Linked DNA regions of Mus musculus: region 2 is linked to region 1. Evidence: chromatin contacts called from public promoter capture Hi-C data. All regions are on one chromosome and are shown on one strand. The core of a region is the stretch at or near the end of the contact, and the rest is flanking DNA. Distances in the headings are between cores, read along the strand shown.

Region 1 (5,642 bases), core at 1,895-4,394:
TTGCTTTGCTTTAGGTCTAGAAGCAGATCATGGAATCTTCAAAACTCCGAGCCCAAATGACTGGATTTTCTCAGTTTTTTTGCCAACTGGCCCTAAACTGCATAGCTCAGACCTCAATTTGAAACTGATTTTTTAAATGTGTATTAGTGGTGTGATTTTGGCCCAGCCAGCCTATGGAGACCTGTGAGGATAAATCACAGAGATTTATCTGGCCGTGACCTATCCTTGTCCTCTGAGATACCAGCAGTGACTAGGAACAGTGGGATCGCACTTCTGGAAGTGGCCTCTGAGGCTCTTCTAACCCTCTGGACAACAGGGACAAGCAGCAGGGCCCAATCAGTAGTTGTGGGTCCCACTGGCCAGTGGAGGAAAGCTGTGACTCCTTTATCTATGAGGGGTTTCTGAGCTTGACAAGACAGTTATGCCTTCTGCTGTCTTTGAAAACATGCAGTGAAAAAGACCTGCCTTATAATCTTGTTCAATTATGGGTAGAATTGAAAGAGTCAAGCAGTCCAAAGGAGTCAGCCTGAAAATTCTGAGAAGACACAACTGTAAAAGCAGAAATTTGATTAAGGAAAATTGCAGGAAAGCTTGGTGAACTGCATGGTAGGCTTAGAAGCCAGGGTAGAAGGTAAATTGCCATAGTCAGGTAGGGGAGAAGGTTGCCCTGGCAACCTGGTGGCCATTGCTCAAGAATGATGTGTGTGGATCATAGAAGACCAGCACAAGTTGGGTCTGTCTGCATTCTGTGGTGGAGATGGGGGAGGGGCTCATAAGGTCTTCCCCTTCCTGAGGTGGAGATGGGGGAGGGGCTCATAAGGTTTTCCCCTTCCTGAGGAGCTTCTGGCAGTCAGTGGCTGCTGAGGAAGGGGAAGCCATTTTCTTCAGTGATGGAGCCAATGCTAAGTTGCCCATGTTTCTATAAATAACACCTTGCCTATGCTCAATTAAACTCATTGATCTCTCTCTCTCTCTACACACACACACACACACACACACACACACACACACACACACACCATGAAAGAAGAGAAATGAGTAGGAAAGGAGTGGGATAAGAGACATAATGGGGAGTGAATGTAACATATTATAGGAAGCAACAAATGCTAATTAAAACACATCTGAGCAATAAAAATGTGTAATGTGTGTATGTCTGTGGGGATGGGCAGGAAAAGGTGATATCTTTGCACCAGATACGATGTGAGCTGGCAGGAATAATCACATTTAGGAACTACATTCAATGCAGGGCAGTTGACTCTCTGGGAGAGAACTCTGTAGAACCATCTTAGAGAAGATGGGAAGGAAGCTACTTAGGGCCACCGCTCCTGTCTTCAGTCTTAGTGCTACTGAGATCTCTGACAAAGTTATGGTTCCTTTTTTGTTATTCTAACAACTTAGGATGAGATTTTTGGCAGATGCCCAGGGCACAAAAGTTAAGGAGGCACTTACTCTGAGGGCTTATTCTCAGTGCCTCCTTAAATCTGGTCTGGAAATCCTGGCTTGCTTCACTCCAGTGGGCTTCCTGCCTGGAAGGCCTTTTAGGACACGATCACCCCGGAGCTCTGGAGGAATGATGACTCTCCGTTCTGCAGGCCCGTTCTTGGCTAGGAATCGCCATGTCCCAGGGACAGTACCAGTGGCCCCAGGCTTTCTGTAAGGGGTCTCATTTCTCTGAAGCTCTGACTTACCTGGGGTTGAAGGAGACAACAGAGTCCCTGGGATGGGGATGTGACACACTGGGGTACTAAAGGAACCACTGCAGAGAGGGTTGCCTCAGTGGCAGCACCTAGCTTGGAACTCTCCCCAGGTAAGTCTATAACACCGGACTCTCCCAGCTTGGCACTTTCCTGTGAGCTCAGCATTTTGAAACAAGTCTATCAAAGGCTTTCCTTCTGTCCTCTGTCTTTTGCTGTCCCCGAGGCTCCTGTGCACCCCACCCCTGCCACACCCGTGGAACATTCCCTGAGCCCTGTTGGATTCTCCCTCACCTGTGAAGGACTGAATTTATTTTAGACCCTGGAAAAATTCAGTCACGGCATTAATCAGATTAACACAGTTTACCCAGGGGAGCCCAGTGCCCTTGAATTACTTTGTAACTTTACAATTACAGTACACATTTTGTATCATTTACATACACATTTTGTTGGCTACAATTCTGCAAATTATGTAATATGTACCGGTTTTATGGAATGGAAAACAGGTGCAGAGAAATGAGATTTTTCTAAAGGCACAGGAGTGGTAGGTGACATGTTTGAGTTCTGAATTCTCATTCTAGAACTATTGCTATTAAGCATTATTGCCTCTCCAGTCAACCCAAGGAGGGGGCCGGGCCAAACAGTGACGGTACTTTTTAACCATCTCACACAGCTTTCCCTCCATCCCGATCATCTTTTGACTACCCCTCTCAGAAACCAGTCCCTCCCATGGCATGGCACCCACTGCCAATCAACCCCTTACCTGGGTGGTCCATATGGGACACTAATAAGTGGATGGTGAAGTCCAGGAAGGAGCAGTTGCATATCCAGGGGTTCCCACTTAGGTACAGAGTCTGGAGCACCACCAGGTGGTGGAAGCCATTATGGTCGATGATGTGCAATCCGGTGTTTCTGAGGTCCAGGTACCTCAAAGACGTGGTGTTGGCAAAGACGTATTTGTCAAGATACAACAGGTGAGGGTTGTGTGAAATGTTCAGCCGCACCAGGTTGGTGAGCACTGAGAAGCTGAAAGGGGAGATGGAAGTTAGGTTGTTGGAGCTGAGGTCAAGGTAGATGAGTCTGAAGATCCCGATGAAGGTATAATCCATCACCTCTCGAATCCGGTTGTTCTGACAGTCCAAGTAAACGAGGTCACTGAGGAATCCCAGCTGCAAAGCTGGTAAACTAGTGATTTTGTTATTGTTCAGGTATAGTCTCCGGGTGTTCAGAGGAATATCAGCTGGGTATTCCGTTAGGTGCAAATCTATGCAGGCTACTTCTTGGTCTTGACACACACACTTGTTTGGACACTTGGACCCTGATACCAACCCCATTCCAAGAGAAAAGAGTAACAACTTGGAGCTAGGGCCTGAAGCAAGGGACATAGTAAGAAGCCAAGGTTCCCCTCCTTCTACCTTCCTGAGGGCGGGTACAAGCTGTCCTTCTGATCTGAAGGCTGCCGAGGGGTGGGGCAGGGCAGGGGATGGGTGCTGGAAAAAACTGTAACACTCTAGCTTTGTGCAAAGCAATTTTCCATTACAGGAGAACTGAACAGAAGTTGAAACACGAGGCCCAGTGCCCTGCTGCCGGCTTGGTGGCTCTGCTACTTGCTCAGTCCGAGTGCTGTTGGAAGCTCGCCCACTTGGCAGCTCTGAAAGGTCTCACCCTTTCCCTGCCTTTGTAAGTGAAGGGGAGCCAGGGGAGAACCGCATGACAATGAGGTTGCCAGTTGACACTTTTGTGATGTCAGCAGCCTCGGGAGACTCTGAGGCAGAGGGAGAGAGGTTTCTCACCTCTCCTTCTGGGTGGTCAGGGGTGTTTTGTGTATGTAGGTAAGCTTGCTCTCTGGAGGAGTCAGGCATGCAGGTGTGGGGGGAACACACATGAGGGCCCTGTGTGCAGGTGTGTGCCAGGGCATTCTTGGAGTGTTCATATCAGCTCCACACGGAGGTGTCAGAGAGGATTTGGCCAGATATAAGCCCTTAGTCCATTCCTAGTGGGAACCTGGGATGTCTCCAGCCCTATCATCCTTTCTGGTGATCAGCTTTTAGAGCAGACCGTTTCCTGGTTTCTAAATTTTGAGGGATGTCAGTTGTTTTTAGAAGATAGGAAAGGGGTTTGCCTCTTTTGTAATAAATCCTCTGATAAGGTGAGACTCTTAAGATTTTATTTCTAGGTTTTATACATCCTTGTCTACATTTGGATTGTGTGTGTATGTGTGTGTGTGTGCACACATGCATGTACACATTCTTATTTTAAAAAGACTTTTTTGAACAGTAAGTTATTCCCCTTAAAACAAAGCCCAAACGCAGAATAAAAACCTGTGAGTGTGATAATATGAATCATTTCTTATGACTTGTGTTTTTCAAGGAGTTTAAACACAGCGAGTACAGGTCTAGTGTTTCTACTGTGAGTTTCTGCTCATTAAGTGCTTGACAGATGAAAGGAGTCTCTAGAGGAATGGGGTCTGGGGTGTATAACTCTCTCTGTGGGGGAAGGCATGAGGTCAGAAATGAAGATGAAGCACCTCAGGAGTTAAAATGGGTTATTTATGGAAAGCAGTACCTTATTCTTTAAAAACCTTCACATATAATGTAGGTGGGAATATTAATAGCTCAATGAAACTTGTATTTAGCTTAGCATAGCGCCTGGCACTAGGCATTTAATAAATACTTATTGAATGAATGATGCGTGAATGTCTCTGATGGCTTGCTTCCTTTTCTTGCTTCTCTGCCAAGAGAGAAATGAATAAAGTCGAGTGGATTCATGGCTAGTTAGCTAATGCTTGGTTATGTTTCCTGACTCAGCATTTCTCGGGTGACTGGCTGGGAATTAACGTGATGACTTAGGGATGTTTACTAAATTGAAAGTGACCTTCTTCAGGCAGAAATCTCAAACACTTAATGTAATGACTTAAATGATAGTTTTCCCAATTGAAGCAAGATTTAATTGATAGGGAAGCCAACCTTTCTTTATAATTAAAAAAAAAAATCAGTTAAAAAAAACATAAACAAGTCCCTCCCTCGATCTTAGAACATTGCATCTGAGATAAATTTAGAGCATCTAGTAGAGTCTTCACTGTATCATAGATTAGTCTTCACAGTGGCCGTACTCTCTGGGAGTGCAGCAGCGTGTGATGCTCAGGTTGGGCATCCTAGGACACTCTGGGAGATGTTCCCAGGAGTGATGGTCCCTGACTGACCTCCAGAGCTTTCAGAATGCTCCTACTGTGTCTCTCTACTCTTTGTTTGATGAATGTTTTAATTACAGTGTGTGTATGTGTGCATGAGTATGTGCACGTGTGTGTGTGTGTGTGTGTGTGTGTGTGTGTGTGTGTGTGTGTGGGTGTATGCGTGTGTGTATTTGGGCACGTGTGTGTTTGTGGGGAATGTGTGCATGGACATGACTGTACATGGACGTCAGAGGGTAAGTCTCAGGAGCTCTCTTCCACCGTGTGGGCCCCAGGGACTGAACTCGGGCCATCAGGCTTGGTAACAAGTGGCTTTACCTCGTAAGCCACACCACCAGCTCTTCCACCTTTCTTTTACACCATTCTCCCTCTTAGAGTCTTCTTTCCCTCAGAGGACCATGACTCCAGGTTTCTGCATTTCACTTTCCAGCATTCTTGACTCCAGGACAGGAGCATCAGACCTGGCCTTACCTGTTTGACCATACTATGACAAGCACGCTCCCCTTCAAAAGCCTTAGATAAATAAGCCACGCTAAAGGTGACTGAGTGGCACTAACCAGCTACACCTAACTCCCTGGAATGGCCAACCTCAGGCATCCCCTTTGTTTGAGGTAGCTAAACAGTTTCTAATCCTGAAGCCTCAGGACTCATGGATGCATAGCTGCCTTGCTTCTGGTGCTAAGGGAAGTTGACTTGGGTGTATTTTTATTTGCCTAGGAAGAAAGCAATGAGAAATCTAGATGCCAGTGTATTAAATG
Region 2 (5,479 bases), core at 134-2,633, 220 kb after region 1:
TAAGTTGCAGGAGCAAGTGGGTGAATGAAAATCCGAAGAGCTTGGAGCTTCTGGTGCCAGAGTTCACAAAGCAGAGAGGATTGGGGTTGGGGGCTCTAGGCGATCCCCGCGACCTCCAGGTGTCTGAGGTTAGTCATCACTTACGGTGCAGATCCGAGAGCAACCGGATCCCCATCCCGCCCGCGTGAAGTCTAGGTGGCACGGATCTCTGCCGAGTCTGGGGTGTAGCTCCCCCGGGGCAACCGTTCCACGTGGAGAGAAGGAAAAGTTTGGCGCGTCCGGGAGGTCCGGGCAGCAGACTGGAGCATCAGGCTGTAGCCTCGCGGTGGGTCGAGCAGCCAAGCCGGGGAAACAGAGCACCGCGGGCCCCGCCACGGGACGCGCTCCCAGGCCCCCGCCCTGCGCACCCCACCCCCTTCCCGGGCCGCGCACGCAGCCAGCGGCCACTGTCAGAAACCGCCCGAGCCGCCTCGAAGAAGGCAGGGCGGACTTTGCACCCAGGACCCTGGGCCTCCGGTTCCACCGCCGATCTTGGAGCAGCCGCCTGGTTTCCCCTTCCCGGCTGCAGAGCGGCGCGTGTTGGCGGGACGTCCCGAGGAGGATCGGCGGCTTGAGGCCACGGCCCGGCCCCACTCCGGCGCGCCGAGGAGCGGAATCGGGGGCCGGCGTTCGCTCCTGCTCTCTCCCGGGTGCGCCGGAGTCCGGGCGGCTGCTCTGGCTGCAGCCTAGGGGACGCCTCCTCCCTCCGCCAAAGCTGCCCGGCGTCTCCCGGCCACTTCGCGCTGCTCCGGACGCTGGGCGCGAGCTCGCCCATCAGGTAAGGAAGGCTGCGGGGATCCTTAGGCTCCGGCTCGGGCGGGCGTGTTTCTGAAAGTTGATTTGAAATGCATCCAAGAGTGAACCGGGCCAGTCGCGGCTCCTCCCCAAGGCGACTCCTTTGCTCCTGCAGACGTTCCCGGCACTGGCCGACCGGCGGGAGGACCTCCCCGCGCGCCCCGCACGCCTACTCCCGAGCGCCCCCCCCCCACCCCCCAAGCAGAGCGCTGCGCCAGGAGTACGGAAGCAGGCGGGACAGTCTCCGAGTCCCTTACTCTGCCTCTCTCTAAGACAGGTGAGGGTCGAAAGTGAGTGGTGGTGCCACTGGGATATCGGACCTGGTTGGTCCCGGCTTGGCCCTGGCTCTGAGAGCAGGCGTACCCCCACCCCATCACACAGAGTACCATAGTTCTAGTGGTGGGATCCCTAGGGGCCACATTAGTATAGGATGGGGCGGAGTCGGTCTTGGAATGGGAAACCTGGGGACAGGGGTGGGGGTGGGGGTTAGGAGAACGCAGTTAGGGGGCGGAGGCCTTAGCACATAACGCGTTGACTTCAAGTGAAATCAGAGCCGTCCGAGCAGTTCACGGTGGCTCTTCTCTCTCCTCCCACCTTACATTTCCCTTGTCTGGACTCTACCCTCTAGGCTCATTCTTGTCGCCCTGGACACTGCTTCTGTCCTGTCCCAGGAGAGTGGCAACTGAGGGTGCGGAGTCCCAACAGGCACGGGAAGCTAGACTCAACCGTTCCTCCGCTCTACAGGTCCTCCTGGCTCACCCCGAACATGTTGGACGGCCTGAAGATGGAGGAGAACTTTCAAAGTGCGATTGAGACCTCGGCATCTTTCTCCTCTTTGCTGGGTAAGTGTTCAACCGCATGCTCCCTAGAGCATCCTCCTTCTGCCGGGGCCGGGAGCTCAGTACGTCAGGTCTCTGATACTGGGTTAAGCGACCAGACTAGCACCCTCTTCGCGCGCACACAGAGGTGCCCACAATCTCTGTCTTTCCGTGTCCATCAGTCCTTTTGAGTCGTCCCTACCTAAATACAACCATCAAGCCTCCCCAGGCTTCACGAGTTCAACATCGAATTCCCCAAAGCCTTGAGGGGCGGGCGAGCATGTTCACAAGGCATTTGAGTGGCAAGTGATTAATAATACCCAGGGCTGGATTTTTAATCACGGAGCTGATCGACGGCTCATAAATGCCACCGGTTTCTCAGAGGCCTGTGTCCTAGCATGAGAGATCCGAGGCCCAGAGCGCCCAGGTTCTTCTCTTCCCCCACCAACTGCAGCCCCAATTTTAGTATTGGGCATGGCCGAGAGGCTTTTCCGGGCTGGTGGGCAGCGCTGCGCTGGGATTAGCTTGCACGGCGGGGCCCTTGCCTGGTCTTTAATTAACTGAAGCCGGACCCCTGTTCCGCAAGCTTGGTATCCCTCTACCCCCAACCCAGCCACTTCGAAGGAGCAGAGAATAGAGAGATCCAAAGAGTCATACCCATGGGTCTTTCAGAGTTCAGGCTTGTTTTGCCAGTGTCTCTTCAACTCTCCCTTTGGAATTTTCAAGTTTGGAGAAAAAAATGTTTTGTTTTGTTTTGTTTTTAAATTTTCTTTCTTCCTGTGTTTCTTCCCGCTTCTTTCTGAAGGAGAGATTTTTCTTTTATTTAAACCTCTTGCCTCTTTCTCTAACTTTAGAACCAATAGAGTGGGGCTGAAAAAATTTCGATTATAGAAACCATGTCCAGAGAGAAATCGCCCACTCCACCCCAACAGTTCAGAGGAAACGAAATTACAAAACCCATGCCCTCTTCTTTCAACCTCCCTTTCGAAATTGTCAGGATTTTCTCCCCAGAGCAAGAAGGAAGACGCAGGCTAGAGCCTGTGTGCGGACTCAGGCACACTGGGTTTGGTTCTCTGCACCATGAGACCCGCGACCCATCCTATGGTTTGTCCCAACCATAGGATGGGGTGCTGAGACCAAGACAACAGAAATTTACAATTGAGAACGACCACTTTCTCCCCAGGCCTTCTTGCTGGCTTCCCACCACACAAAACGACCTGTCCAGCTTACAAAGCAGAAAGTGAGATTAGTGTAGTGGTATGGAGAAGGATCGTCCCTTTGGGACATCACAGACAAGAGTGTTCTTGTGGGACAAGGGCTTCTTTAAACGGTTGTGAAAATTGTCAACAAAGGCGGCCAAGTATTTCTCCCTTGCTTGTTGGGGGCAAGGGGGGGGGCTGGAACAAGACCCGAAGGGAAAAAGTCAAAAAGGTCAAAGGGTAGGGCAGAGAAGATTCTCTGACTGAGCTAAGAGGTTTGTTGCTCCAATCAGCGCTTCTGAGCGCAGAAGATCTAGAATTCTCTGGCCAGCACCCTTCTCAGGGTCTCTGCGCTCAGCTATTATTTTTCCCCATCTTGACGTTTCCTAATTATGAAAAGCCACCTGCAATTTTCACGCCAAACAAGACATAGGAGAGATTCACTAGTTTGCACAGTACTGAGCTCACGTAGGGAGAGATGGTATTTTTCTGCCCCCGCAGGCCGCCTTTTATGAAGAAAACAGAAAATGATAATTTTCCTTAAAAAAATAGAACTCAGTTGCAAGCAAATTATTATCGATCATTTAAAAGTAGTCAAAGGACACAAATACAGTGATTTAATGATTAATGACGACTTGAGAGTCCTGGGAGCACAAATTTATATGTAATCTAATTTAAAGGCGTAGTGAAAGCTCGCAATATACCTGGATCTGTCTAATAACTAAGACCATTTATTGACTTCAGCCCCCTCCCTCGCTAAAATTTATACCTTGCTACTTAGTCTTTATGTATTAGTAACGTCATCGTCACTTGGTTTGATTTTTCGGAATATCTGATCATCAGAGGAGCTTCCTGAGGGTGCAAGGCCCAGGGTGGGTCTAATCCTATCGAGAGCAGGTTTGGCTGGGGTTAGCTTGCCGGTGTGGCTCACCGGCAACATCTGTTGCTGTTGTAGGCAGAGCGGTGAGCCCCAAGTCTGTCTGCGAGGGCTGTCAGCGGGTCATCTCGGACAGGTTTCTGCTGCGGCTCAACGACAGCTTCTGGCACGAGCAATGCGTGCAGTGTGCCTCCTGCAAAGAGCCCCTGGAGACCACCTGCTTCTACCGGGACAAGAAGCTCTACTGCAAGTACCACTACGAGAAGTAAGTGCCTGCTTCGCCGGAGCGCGCCCACTCACCTCCACGGGTGTGCGCTGGGGACCGTGTCCTCCTGCACCCTCTTCGAGGAGGCACTCGCAGGAAAGGCCAGTAAATCTCGCGCATCCGCGTTCGGTACACTCCCCGGGTTGCGGGAAGTCCATCCGTATGCACAACTTGGGGCCCGGGAGAGCCGCAATGCGGGGTTTTTGGTTTTGTTTTTGTTTTGCCGCGAACATATTTTCAAATCATTCCAAGTTCATCAACCCGGGCCAGGGCATTCACAGAGATCACTTTGCCGGGGAGCGGGGAGCTAGCGACTAGCGACCCTTTTTTTCCATTTCATCTTTCTCAAGGGTTTGCATGGCTCTGGAGTTTGTGCCCATCAGTAAGGATCGGGTGGTTTCTGTCCCGTGGGCACATTTTTTTTTTCTCCTGGGCTTGATCAAATCAGGTTTGGAAATGACCTTTTTTGCCCTGCACCCTTGTTTGGCGTTTCCAGTAACCCCCTCTTCGGGTTTTCAGGAGTTCGTAGGCTAGAGGGAAACTGTTCTGCAGAGCGTCTCCACCCTGTTCTAGACTAGGGAAGTTATCTGACAGGACGCATGTTCGATGCTCATATCAGCATGCAGAACTGGGAGGCAGGTAATGAAGAGAGCGAGCGGTTCTTTTCCCAATCTGGATTTCTGAAATACCCTTGGGATTGTGGTGTGTGTGGTAGGATGCCCTTATTGTCAGAAGACTGGCCAGGAGGAGCCCTGCGGAAGTAAGGAGAGGAAGCTGTCTTGCATTTCAACACTGGCCAATTCATAGGGACATTGGATTCCTAGGATTGTGGAGGGCTAGCCAGAAAGAAAAATGGCTCAGAGCTCTTCTGTTTTTGTGCGCAAGGGCTGGCATATGTTGATTGTGTGTGCATGCATGCGTGTGTGTGTGTGTGTGTGTGTGTGTGTGTGTGTGTGTGTGTGTACACGGAGGAAATGCAGCCCCTTTCACTCCACTATGTGGAGAGAGGCTGAGGAAGGTCAGCGTGTGCCTGTGCCTGTGCCTGTGACGACGACGCACAGTGAAAAGAAGTGCAAAGGAGGGTTGGCTATCAAAACAAAAAACACAGGGGAAAGGAAGAACAGAGGAAAAAAAAATGGACCAAGTTAGACGCAGCAGCCACCACCACCCTCTCTGCTACTCAGTCCTCCTGCTCCGACATAAAATGCCTGACTTTTACCTCCGTGTGGAGAGACCACCAGGTCTTCCTGTTGTCTCAGAAGTGCTTTACATTTTTTTCAGAACCTAAAAAAACCAAAACCCCCCAAAACTAACAAAATCAAAAACAAAAAAACAACAAAAGCAAAAACAAATCAAAATAAAACATGCTTGCATTTATGTGAGTTGTACAATACAGAAATCAGCAAAGAAGCAAAACTCCCCCTGATCTTTATGGTAAACAATTTTGAAAGAAAAAAAAAATACTGCTGTCTGTGCTGGCTTGTCT

The links. Promoter capture Hi-C pulls out the DNA fragments that hold promoters and counts their contacts.
Region 2: a promoter capture Hi-C map of liver shows a contact between it and region 1. The contact joins the promoter of Lmx1a here to the promoter of Lrrc52 in region 1. A contact is called at or near these places in 4 of 39 promoter capture datasets (the C10 cell line, cranial neural crest, embryonic stem cells and 1 more) and 1 of 9 other capture datasets (adipose tissue).

Annotation. Positions count from the first base shown.
Region 1 is chr1:167,463,636-167,469,277 of GRCm38.p6, forward strand. Lrrc52 (leucine rich repeat containing 52) reads right to left here and starts at 3,145. Exons shown (of 2, transcript NM_001013382.3): 1 at 2,458-3,145. The coding sequence starts at 3,079.
Region 2 is chr1:167,688,175-167,693,653 of GRCm38.p6, forward strand. It overlaps Lmx1a (LIM homeobox transcription factor 1 alpha), which reads left to right and starts at 1,384. Exons shown (of 8, transcript NM_033652.5): 1 at 1,384-1,676; 2 at 3,807-3,993. The coding sequence starts at 1,601.